Regions from separate parts of the Mus musculus genome. Here region 1 is linked to region 2. Evidence: chromatin contacts called from public HiChIP or PLAC-seq data. All regions are on one chromosome and are shown on one strand. The core of a region is the stretch at or near the end of the contact, and the rest is flanking DNA. Distances in the headings are between cores, read along the strand shown.

The links. HiChIP or PLAC-seq counts read pairs in DNA pulled down with a chosen protein or histone mark.
Region 1: an H3K4me3 HiChIP or PLAC-seq map of the 230-238 cell line shows a contact between it and region 2, with 18 read pairs. The contact joins the promoter of Pdcd2l here to the enhancer-like site in region 2. A contact is called at or near these places in 2 of 15 datasets of contacts at CTCF or cohesin (large pre-B cells and pro-B cells), 2 of 484 Hi-C or Micro-C datasets (both in embryonic stem cells), 6 of 115 datasets of contacts at active chromatin or transcription factors (the 230-238 cell line, bone marrow-derived macrophages, embryonic stem cells and 2 more) and 3 of 9 other capture datasets (adipose tissue, embryonic stem cells and liver).

The regions. Positions count from the first base shown.
Region 1 is chr7:34,193,076-34,199,358 of GRCm38.p6, forward strand. It overlaps Pdcd2l (programmed cell death 2-like), which reads right to left and starts at 3,595. Exons shown (of 7, transcript NM_026549.4): 1 at 3,461-3,595; 2 at 3,197-3,363; 3 at 2,991-3,051; 4 at 1-31. The coding sequence starts at 3,568.
Region 2 is chr7:33,897,644-33,903,203 of GRCm38.p6, forward strand. No RefSeq gene overlaps it. Among named protein-coding and RNA genes, the nearest start is that of Scgb2b26, 45 kb to the right of the region's middle. Within about 2 kb of position 3,393, at least 22 of the 459 cell types and tissues checked have an H3K27ac peak or open chromatin away from gene starts, as enhancers often do. A contact at or near this core is called in the 230-238 cell line, adipose tissue, bone marrow-derived macrophages and 1 more, where this site is marked.

The DNA.
Region 1 (6,283 bases), core at 2,345-4,844, 300 kb after region 2:
AATTCTCAGCTGCAAGGCTATCGCTCTGATTCTAGAACAATGAATGCAGGCCAATCACACTTCAGACTTCAGCTTCTCCACCCATCCATGCACCTTCCCAGGGAGCCTGCATATCAGCCCCTCGCTCTGTGGCACACTCCAATTAAACGTCCTGGATCCTACCCACTCAAAAACATGTTATGGCTGGGTGTGGTGCTGCATCCATTTAAACCAAGCACATGCAAGGCAGAGGCAGATGGAGCTCTGTGAGTTCCAGGCCAGCTTGGGCCTCAGAGTAAAAACCCTGTCTCAAAACAAGCACACAAACAACAAATCTGGAGGGAAAAAAAATGGCTCAGTGATTTCTTAAGAGTTCTTTCTGGGTTTTTTGTTTGTTTGTTTGTTTGTTTTTGTTTTTCGAGACAGGGCTTCTCTGTATATCCCTGGCTGTCCTGGAACTCACTTTGTAGTCCAGGATGGCCTCGAACTCAGAAATCCACCTGCTTCTGCCTCCCGGGTGCTGGGATTAAAGGCGTACACAACCACACCCGGCATTTCTTAAGAATTCTTAAGAGGTCTAAGAGGACCCAGGTTCAGGCAACTCACACCATCTGTAACTCCAGTTCCAGGGGATCCACTGGCACCTTCTGACCCCCAAATGGACTGGCTATGCATGTGGTGCACATACATTCATTGAGGTAAGCACTAATAGATGTAAAGTGAAATAAATAATTCCAAAACCAGACAAAATCCCAACCATGTAAGAAGTGACTTAAAACACTGTCTCTTGCCGGGCTATGGGGGGCACACAACTTTAATCCCAGCACTCGGGAGGCAGAGGCAAGAGGATTTCTGAGTTTGAGGCCAGCCTGGTCTACAGAGTGAGTTCCAGGACAGACAGGGCTACACAGAGAAACCCTGTCTCAAAAATCCAAAAAAATAAAAAACACTGTCTCTTTTGCTCCAGGGCAATGTGGCACATGTAGGTCCAGGTGTCTTTACCCATCTGTCCCACAATCTTTCTGTTGTACTTTATGTATTATTGGGACTAAAAAAAAAAGGAAAGGACTACATTTCCCAGGCTCCTTAGCAGCTGGGCTGTTAGATTAGACGTATTCAGTGGTTAGCTCCTCAGGTCCGCCTAAGAGACAAGAGTGTAATGGAGAGCAATGCCATGAAGCAGGCTGGACACGGTAGCTCCTATCAGCCTTGGAGAGGCTGAGGCAGCATGATGGCCATGAGTGTGATGTCAGCCCCAGTGACATGAATTTCCAGGCTACCTTGAAGTATGGATCCAGAGAGGGGGTGGGGGGAGGACAGAAATATACAAGAGAGACAGAGAGCTGCTCTGAAAACACAGATAAACAAAGACAGCATGCCAGGCTCTGTGACAAGGGGAGCACGCACTCATCAAACCACACCTAAGTATCCCGCCTGCAGGAGGTAGCCTAGCAGATGGGTCAGTTCCGAGATGTGCTCCCACAAGCCCTTGCTGGACTTTCCCCCTGAGGCTATCAATTTAGCTAGTAAAGATTTAAATGTCTTAGCTTAAAAAACAAAAAACAAATAAACAAAAAAGCATTTTTCTACTTCACACAACCTTGTGTGCCATGCACATACATGAATATATATATATATACACATATATATATACACACACACACACACTTACCTATATTTATTCAAATGAGAAAATCAGTAAACTACATGTCTCTCGTATAAACTATTATACTTGACTTGGTATTTAAGAGTACTGGCTGCTCTTCCAGAGGACTAGGTTCAATTCCCATCACCCATATCAGGCAGCCCAGGAGATCCACTATCTCCACAGACACCTGCACTGATGGTCACATGCATATATGTAAACTGGAAAGTAAAATCTTGGGGGCTGGCGAGATGGCTCAGCAGGTAAGAGAAATGACTGCTCTTCAGAAGGTCCTGAGTTCAAATCCCAGCAACTACATGGTGGATCACAGCCACCCATAATGAGATCCAACATCCTCTTCAGGGGCATCTGAAGACACCTACAGTGTACTTATTTGTAATAATAAATAAACTTAAAAAAAAAAAAGTAAAATCTTAAGAAAAAGCCAGAAAACTGAGGGAATAGCATTTGATGATTCTGAAAGACTAAAGTTCATTCCACGGCAGCAAAGAAGCATGTTTAAAAGTTTGGTATTAGGGGCAGGGAGATGGCTCAGCACCTACATTAAGCAGCTCTCAAAACACCTGTAACTCCAGCCTCAAAGGCTCTGACACACACGTGTGAAGCACACACTTAAACAATTGTTTTCCTGACAGGGTTTCTCTGTGTAGCCCTGGCTGTCCTGGAGCTCACTCTGTAGACCAGGCTGGCCTTGAACTCAGAAATCCACCTGCTTCTGTCTCCCGAGTGCTGGGCTTAAAGACACGTGCTACCACCACTTGGCCTAGATTCACTTTTATTCCACGTATATGGGTGTTTTCCCTGCATGTATGTCTGTTCACCACAGTGTGCTTGGTGCCAGTGAGGCCAGAAGAAAGCATTGGAACCCCTGGAACTGGAGTTACAGGTAATTTTGAACTGCCACCTGAGTGCTGAAATTTGATCCTGAGTCCTCTGAAAGAGCAACAAGCAATCTTAGCTACCGAAACATCACTCCAGCCTCCAAAAGCAATCTTTTAAAAAACTGTCTTAAGGGACTGAGAGAAGGCTCGCTCTTCAAGAGGTCCTGAACTCAATTCCCAACAACCTCATCACAACCATCTATACTGAGTCTGATGCCCTCTTCTGGCATGCAGGTGTACATACAGATAGAGCACTCATACATACAGTAAATAAATAAATCTTCTTTTTAGCTGTCTTAAATAGGATGTGGTGATTCATAGCAGTTATCACAGGACTAGGGAAGATTTAAGCCAACAAATTTATGAGAGTTAAAGGCCAGCTTGGGCTAGAGAGGGGAGACAAGTTGCTGTAAACGATCCTCAAATTATTGAAAAACATAGTGTGCCAATCAGAATCGCTTTACCTGCGCGTTCCAAGTCTCTTTCTCTGGCACTTGCAGGCACTGGGAACGGAACACCTTCCAGCTTAGAGGCAAGACAGACACAGTGAGGGCTCCACCCTGGACATCCAGCCCCACCGAGTGTCACCCGGCCCGCCTCGGCCCGCCCCATCCCGCCCCATCCCGCCCCGTCCTGGGACCAGACTTCACGACAGGACTTCCCCGCCTACCTGCGCGTCTGGCTGTTGCCGCAGCCTGGACGAGCACAGGCGAACACGTACAGAAGCCGATGGAACGGGGAGCCGTCCAGCGGGCAGTACACCTGCACGACGAGCGTGAGCGGCTGTGCGCAGCGGCCACACTGCGGCCCCGGAGTGGTAACGGCCGGCAGGGCGTCCTGAGGAGCAGGCTGCAGCTCAGACCCCCGGGACCCACGCCGCTCCCGCCCGGACACCCTCCACGCGGCCCCGCCAAGACATCGCAGCCGCACTCACCGGAACGCCACCCAGCTTGCTAGAGGTCCAGGCGGAGGGCCCTTTGGGGCAGCCCTTCACCGCCGTGTCTCGAAGTCCCAGCAGTACAGGCTTCCTGACGGCCGCCATAACTACTGGGCTCCCACGTGACAGCGCGAGCTACGGTGGCCGACAGAGAGTGTTATCTGCGCACGCGCGCCGCCTGCTCCTCCCCGACTCCGCCCCAAAGGGGTCCTGGACGGAGACCACCTGTTTTATCTCTGATATCTTGATAGGATCTACAAAGAGGTTTAACTAGACGTTGACAACTGGAAACAGGATGACGGTATTGGCAGACAACAAGAAACATAACAAAAATAAAATAAAATAAGCCGGGTGTGGTAGCGCACGCCTTTAATCCCAGGACTCGGGAGGCAGAGGCAGGTGGATTTCTGAGTTCGAGGCCATCCTGGTCTACAGAGTGAGTTCCAGGACAGCCAGGGCTATACAGAGAAACCCTGTTCGAAAAAAACAAACAAAAAGTCCTTACATTTTAAAAAATAATCATTTATTTTTTTATTTTATGTGCATTGGTGTTTTGCCTGCATGTAGGTCTGTGTGAGGGTGTCAGTTCTTGGAGTTTCAGTTAATTATGAACTGTCCTGTGAGTGGTGGGATTGAACCTGGGTCCTCTGAAAGAGCTCTTAATTCCTGAGCCATCATTCCAGCCCCCCAAAGTCCTTAATTTTGACAGATACATTTAAAATACATATGAAGACTGAAGATTTGAGCATATGCCACAGCGGGGTTGTGTAACCTCTATGTGTTCGAGGCCAGCAGTCTACAAAACAAGTCCAGGACAACCAGGACTGTTACACAGAGAAACCCTGTATGGAAAAACAAAACAAAATAAAAATGTTGAGCATGTACATAGGTTACTCAACTGCTTACAACTCCAGTTTGCAGAGGGTAGGCAGGAGGGGAACCAATGCCAATTCTTTTTTCTGGAGTCTGTGGACAGCAGGAATACACATGGTGCACATTAAAGTAAATAATAAAAAGTTTAGCCGGGCAGTGGTGGCTCATGCCTTTAATCCCAGCACTTGGGAGGCAGAGGCAGGTGGATTTCTGAGTCCAAGGCCAGCCTGGTCTACAGAGTGAGTTTCAGGACAGCCAGGACTGCACAGAGAAACCCTGTCTCAAAAAACCAAAATAAGAAAAATTTTAGTGATGAGTTTTACTAAAATAAAAAAAATAAGCACATTTGAAAAGCATGTATTGCCAGGTAAGGGTGAACTCTGGTTATAGTTTGGACTAAATAGTGAAACTCAACCCAGCTCTGGCTTGAGAGTATCTCAAAAGCAAATAAACCCTGAAATTGGGACTGGATCAACCAACCTGATCAGTAACTTTCAGGCTACTGAGACACTGTCTTTATAAAAAAATAAATTAAAAAAAAAGGACTGACTGGACCAGAGGAATCACATGTGAGGTTATCCTGTGTCCTAAACACACACACACACACACACACACACACACACACACACACACACACACACACAGAGCCAGGGAGCAATCCAGCAAGCAGTTGCTCATTGGCTCTTTCTAGGACTTCCCTCAATAATAGATCATGACCGGAAATTATAAGCCAAAGTAACCCTTTCCTCCACAAGTGTTTAATCCCAGAAACAGAAAGCACATGTGAGTTTGACTACTTTGAGAAACCATAGCAGTGTGAGAATTTTAGAAATGGGCTAGAAAGATGGCTCAGTGGTTAAAAGCACTGACTGCTCTGCCAAAGGTCCCGAGTTCAAATCCCAGCAACCACATGGTGGCTTACAACCATCTGTAATGGAATCCGGTGCACTCTTCTAGTTTGTGTCATTTCCACAAAGGTAGCAGCCAGGATACAGGGAAAGAAGAGTCTGCAGCAAATCTCTCAAAGTCATGTCTTTCCCTCTCAAGGGAGACATTTTTCTCCAACTGAGCCCCACCTACTTTCCACCACTTACCAATAGTGCCACCTGCTGGACACAAGTCAAGCACTTGAAACTTGGAGAAACTTTACCCCACAAGTGTGTCCACATGATAGATTGAACCCAATCTTTGAGCATGCGCTACCACTGACCTATATCTGAGACCCTACTGTGACCTACCACCCTTTTCTTGAGACACGTTTCCACTGTATAGCTAGACAAGTCTGGAACTTGCTCACTCAGCCCAGGCTAATCTCAAGTAAGTACCATATACATCCCATTACTGAGTATGTGCCTGCCACAATACATGTGACATCAGCTCACCCCATCCACCTTTATATAGGTTTCATAGATGAAACTCAGGTGACTTGAGTGTAGTTTTTTTTTTTTTTTTTTTTCAATTTTTTATTAGGTATTTAGCTCATTTACATTTCCAATGCTATACCAAAAGTCCCCCTTACCCACCCACCCCCACTCCCCTACCCACCCACTCCCCCCCTTTGGCCCTGGCGTTCCCCTGTACCGGGGCACACAAAGTCTGCGTGTCCAATGGGTCTCTCTTTCCAGTGATGGCCGACTAGGCCATCTTTTGATACATATGCAGCTAGAGTCAAGAGCTCAGGGGTACTGGTTAGTTCATAATGTTGTTCCACCTATAGGGTTGAAGATCCCTTTAGCTCCTTGGGTACTTTCTCTAGCTCCTCCATTGGGAGCCCTGTGATCCATCCATTAGCTGACTGTGAGCATCCACTTCTGTGTTTGCTAGGCCCCGGCATAGTCTCACAAGAGACAGCTACATCTGGGTCCTTTCAGTAAAATCTTGCTAGTGTATGCAATGGTGTCAGCATTTGGAAGCTGATTATGGGGTGGATCCCTGGATATGGCAGTC
Region 2 (5,560 bases), core at 2,143-4,642:
GTGCCGTTCTCTGTGTGGAGTCCCAATAAATGGAGCTCAAGAATGCAACGTAAGGTGGACCAACTTTTTAGATTTGGCCTATGCTGCTTGCATTACGTTCATTTGGTCCCAAAAACTGCACAAGAATCTGTGTGTCAACATGTAAGACACTGAGGGACCCTGATCCTAGTTGATTTTCATTGGTAAATAAAGGCCCAGCACACCACTAGAAGTTTTTTGGTGTGTTTTTCTCTAGGGATACCAGACAAATGGAGCTCAACTGCATTATGTAAGGCAGACCAATACATGTGTGTAGTCAGCAAAGAATCCTTCATCACATGTCCTTTCACATGCTTGCTTTAACAGAACATCCTTTATCCTGTGTCTGCTTCAGTGAAATATCCCTTCATAAGTCTGCCTTAGGCTTTCACCTGTGTTTAGTTCAGCACAACCTTCCTTCAGGTTTTTGCCTGAGTGTAACACCATCCAATACAATTGACTTTCCAAGAACCCTGAAGTTTCTACTTCAAATGGGGCTTGAAGGTGCAAAATGAATTGTGGTGCCAACTTTTCCTTGCCAGGAAGACCCCAAAGGGCCACTGGAAAGGTTTCTGGAACATTACAACACAGTCAAACACTCTTCATCCAGACTCACCTAAGGAATGCCTTGTGTATGCCTGTCGTGTTGTGTCCCATATCACAACTGCTCTCACTCCACTGGATGACTACATGAACTCTGGAAGGTACATCCATGTTTGTTAGAAAGGTAAGGAAGGTAAAAATAGAATGGTATCTTGGGACAAGCCCCACTATTAGACCATAGAAAAGGAAACATCAAAACTGTAGAGTTTTCTCAGTGGGAGAAAAAAAAAAAGATGCTGGTTACTAAGCCTGATGATCTGAGTTGAATCCCAAGACCTATCAGTTGGCCAAGGAGAACCAACTCTGACTCCAATGTTTACACTTATCCCTTCCCCAATCCATTCTCTCTCTCTCTCTCTCTCTCTCTCTCTCTCTCTCTCTCTCTCTCTCTCTCTCTCTCTCTCTCATAAAAGTAGATTATAAAAGGTTTTAGTCTGTGGACTGTTTCCTGGGTATTTTGTACATTTTTGGCCAATATCCACTTATGAGTGAGTATAAACCATGCATGTCCTTTTATGTCTGAGATATCTCACTCAAGTGATAATTTCTAGCTCCATCCATTTGCCCTGTAAAACTCATAATGTCCTCCATCTTAATAGTTGAATGGTATTCCATTGTGTAAATGAATCACATTTTCTATATCTATTCTTCTGTTGTGGGACATCTAACCCAGGCCCCTGAGATCACTCAGATACTGAGCCACCAACCAGGCAGCATACACTAGCTGGTCTAAGGCACCCAACAAGTACATATAAGAGGACTGTCTCATCTGGCCTCAATGATAGAAGACACACCTAACCCTTAAGAGCCTTGAGACCTCAGGGAATGGGGAAGCCTGAAAGGGTGTGGGGATGTGTGGGGTTGGGGACATTCTTTTGGAGATGGGGGAGGAGGATGAGGATGAACTGTTTGGAGGGCAGGATGGGAAGGGAATAATGACTGGACTGTAAAAAAATTAAAGATAATAAAAAATTGATTTTAAACCACAAAGAAGCATCTCACAGCTATGGGTCAGTACTCTCCAGAGATACTGACTTTATCAGTCCTGGGAAACCTTAAGGAGAGGGGACAAGGGAACACATTACACACTGACACCAACAGTGGTTTAAATATGCTTCACCATGGAAATTGTGACTATTAGGAGGCTTAACCTGATTGGAATAAGAGTGGTCTTCTTGGAGGAAATGTTTCACTCTGTAGGTGGGATTTGAAATGTCCTAGCGCTCATCCTCCATCCAGTGCCAAAGAGACCTGCCTCCTGGCTACCTCAAGAAGCCAGTCCACTCCTGGATGTCTTAGAATCAAGATGTAGAAGTCTAAGCTCCTTCTCCAGCACCATGTCTGCCTGCACACTGCCTTACTTCCTACCTTGACATTGAACTCAACCTCTGAAAGAATAAACCAGCCCTAATTAAGTGTTTGCCTATATTAAAATTGACATGATTATGGTATCTTACCACAGCAATAAAACCCTAACTAAGACACACAACAAGAACAATCCTTGATAAAAAGCACTCAGAAGCCAGAGGCAGGTTGATCTCTGAGTTGAGGTCCAACCTGATCTACAGTGTGAGTTCTAGAAAAGCCATGGCTAACCAGAGAAATCCTGTCCTGAAAAACCAAAGAGAAAAGTATGATCCCTGAAGAAAAGGAAGTGCCCGCCCTAGGCAGGAGTATGTAAAGGAATCTGAGGCCACAATACTAAAGTGCTCATGCATCATTTCATAGTAAAGGAGTCTCCTTGTGCCACACCAACTCCAATGGAATCTGTGTAGCAATGAAAGAAAAACTCCTTGAATGGTAACCATTCACTGAGATTTGTGCTCTGTGGAGCTAGGTCTCCTGGAGGTCCCTGGCAGTCTGCCCGTCCCATGTCCCCTTCTGGCATGCTTGGCTGGATGGCAGTTGCTGATACAAAGAATTTTGTGATTTGGAAAGATGTATCTTTAGCTGTTTCAGGAACTGAAAGTACTAGACAGGAAACTGTGCTGGGTGCTTCAACCTCAGTGTCCTCAACCACAGAGCTGGTGTATGTAGCAAAAATAGATGAGAATCTGATTGGAATTGCTCGCAATGTCATCCCACTAGAGATTTTGTCTGAAACAGCACAATTGATTTTGCAGATCTTGCAAAGAGAAAATATGATTTTGGGCGCTGTCATTAATTTAATACAACAATTAGATTTAGGCATTAATAAAATTGTCAGATGTAAAAGAGAAACTATACAGGATGAAGAAATCCAGAATTTATAGGAATTAGGACTAACAGTGAAAGGGGGGGTGATTAGTCAGTTCTTGTGAAGCTGAGTAGAGGATAGTGGGAAGTACCTAGATATCATGGACCTTACAAGTTTAATCCAACAAATGCTCCACTTCCATGGACTGGAATTTATGATAAGAACTTAATCAGATGGATTGTGGAAAATGAGATATTCAGAATTAAGTCTATGGGAAAGAATAAGAAGTAGGGCTCCTTGGTATGCCTTAACAGATGAGCAACAGTGGACCTTGAGGTGGCAGATGTATGTTTTCCTATCATTTGGAGATACTTACTCCTAGATAGCCAGGAGTAGACATATTTGGTAATAAAAGAAATAAGCAAGAAATATTATAAAGTTTAGATTGGGATTGCATGTGCTGTTGAATAAGATCATTAGAGTAGTAAATAAAAGGTTATAAGATTCTTGAGTCAATATGAAAGTTCAGTCTGGCAGCAAAACCACAGGTGGGCGCCAATGGGTGATTTAATTTCCTAGTAAGCTATACTTGTGTTAGGTTTAAAGAGGAACTAAGATATGTGATTTGTCAAGAGAAAATTGTTCCTTCTTGATTGTGTATATAATCTGAACCCTGAGGTAAAGATTTTGCAGCAGCAGCTTCACCATTGAGTGCTTGTCTGTCTGTCATGCCGATCCTATTCCCAACCTGGTTCCAGTCACCTTGGGTTCCTGACCACTTAGGTGGAATTCCCACTGCATAGTCCGCGGCATCCTTGACTCATTCAGAAGCTTCTGCTATGCCTGGCAAAGGTCCACAGCCACATTCTCAATGGCCACATTCTCCACCATGCAAAAGAAAGCATTGTCCCTATAGCCTATCCACTGTAAACCTATACACAATAACTACCATCCTGCTCTCCTGGCTCCCTTCTCCCTAGCTCACCTCACTGGAGACTTGAGGCCAATGACACCTGTCTATTACTCACTCCTGCTCCAAGTGAAGCCTATGCTACCCACAAACAAAGTGTGTGCACAAATAAATGTCATCTCAACTTTGGGCCTAGAAAGAAGGACCCACACACCCTCTCTGGCCAGCAAAGATCTTACCTCCAAAACTTACCTCTTGTGTACACTCACCCAGACATCTTTTGTTCTTAAGGTATCAAGGTTGGTCAAGTTGCTGGAAGCATTTTGGTCACATGTGCTCCACAGCCAAAATCTGCACCATTCCAAATGCCAGCTGATGGCTCTTTCCTTGCAGCTGAATTGAGAAGCAATATTTGAGCTATCCCCAACCTGATTGGAGTTGCTAGATCTTCACTCTACTTTAAAGTATGCATGGTTCCCAATTCCCTCACAATAAAAACTCAGTTCCTCATTTGCATTCTGGACCTGAGTCTTGTATCCTGCCTGACTGGACCTGTAAAACATGAGACACAATGCAGTCTTGCCTCTAGGCACTTGTGTATGCCCAGTGTTTTTAACACCTCCTACAGAACATTTTATCAATGGGGTAAATCCACATAACACCTGGTCTGGACTCCAGACTCCAGAATCCACAGGGGAGTTGTGAAGCCCCAGCATACAATTTAGTAGTCAGATGAATGGAACATACATATGGGAATAGCTGATAAAACACCTGCTCATCAATGCATTGTTCTTACATGGTTCTATAGCCATGGAAACCTGTGAAAAGATCATTACTTTAAGTAGAGGACATCATGGTGGAGATCTGAACTTATGCAACCCTATCATTGGACTGGACAAGGTAGCTCTCACACGAATAATTTTTTATTATGAAAATTTAATATCTGAGAGAAAGAAGTCAGAGTTCCAGTAACTCACTGAGGAGTCATGCCAAGGATTTTTTAGATTATTTTATGTGTGTGTGTGTATGTGTGTGTGTGTGTGTGTGTGTGTTGCATTTATATATGTCTGTGAACCATATGTGTGCAGTGATCATGGCAGCCAGAAGAGAGTGCTGGATTTCCTTCATATGTGAGCAGTCATGTGCATGCTGGGAACTGAACCGTTCTCTCGAAATGCAGTCACTGTTCTTAACCACTGAGCCATCTCTCCTGTCACTGGGTTTCATTTTAATTTACTTTTTAGATTTATAAATACTTCTTTACAGATTAACTAGACACTTTCTATTGTGGTTGGTTCTGTCCACTGTGTACTCAGATGCTGAGTTCTGTGCCGAATACCAGCAAAGTATTGATCAATGTTCTTTAAAGAAAGCTCTCCAATAATCTTTGATTGGTTGATAAAAGACTAGGGCCTGTGCCTGGGCGGGAGAGAAAGGAAGACAGAACTTGAGATTGAGAAGGGCAGTCTCAGGTAGGGACCACAGAAGAGGCAGAAGAAGAAGAAGGTTGCTATGAATCAGGATGGACCATGTGCACATGGCTAAGAGAAACTTACCCTGAGGACACACAAGGAAGAGAGTAAGCTGGGCAAGACTCAAACAACAAGTAATTCGGGACCTATGGCTGTGATGTAGATTAGAGTAGCTCAGAACCTGCACAGTCTAGGCTGGCAGTGGTTTAATAAAAGTACCAGATTACTGTGTCTTTTATTCAGGGGATATAAAGGCTAATGTGGAGCAGAATACCCCTATAAATATACTTCAAAAGCTTTTGATTAAGCAAACTATGGAAACTCAGTAACTGCAACAAGTGAACACCAGGTGGTGATATGCATCAATTTTCCACAGAGTCC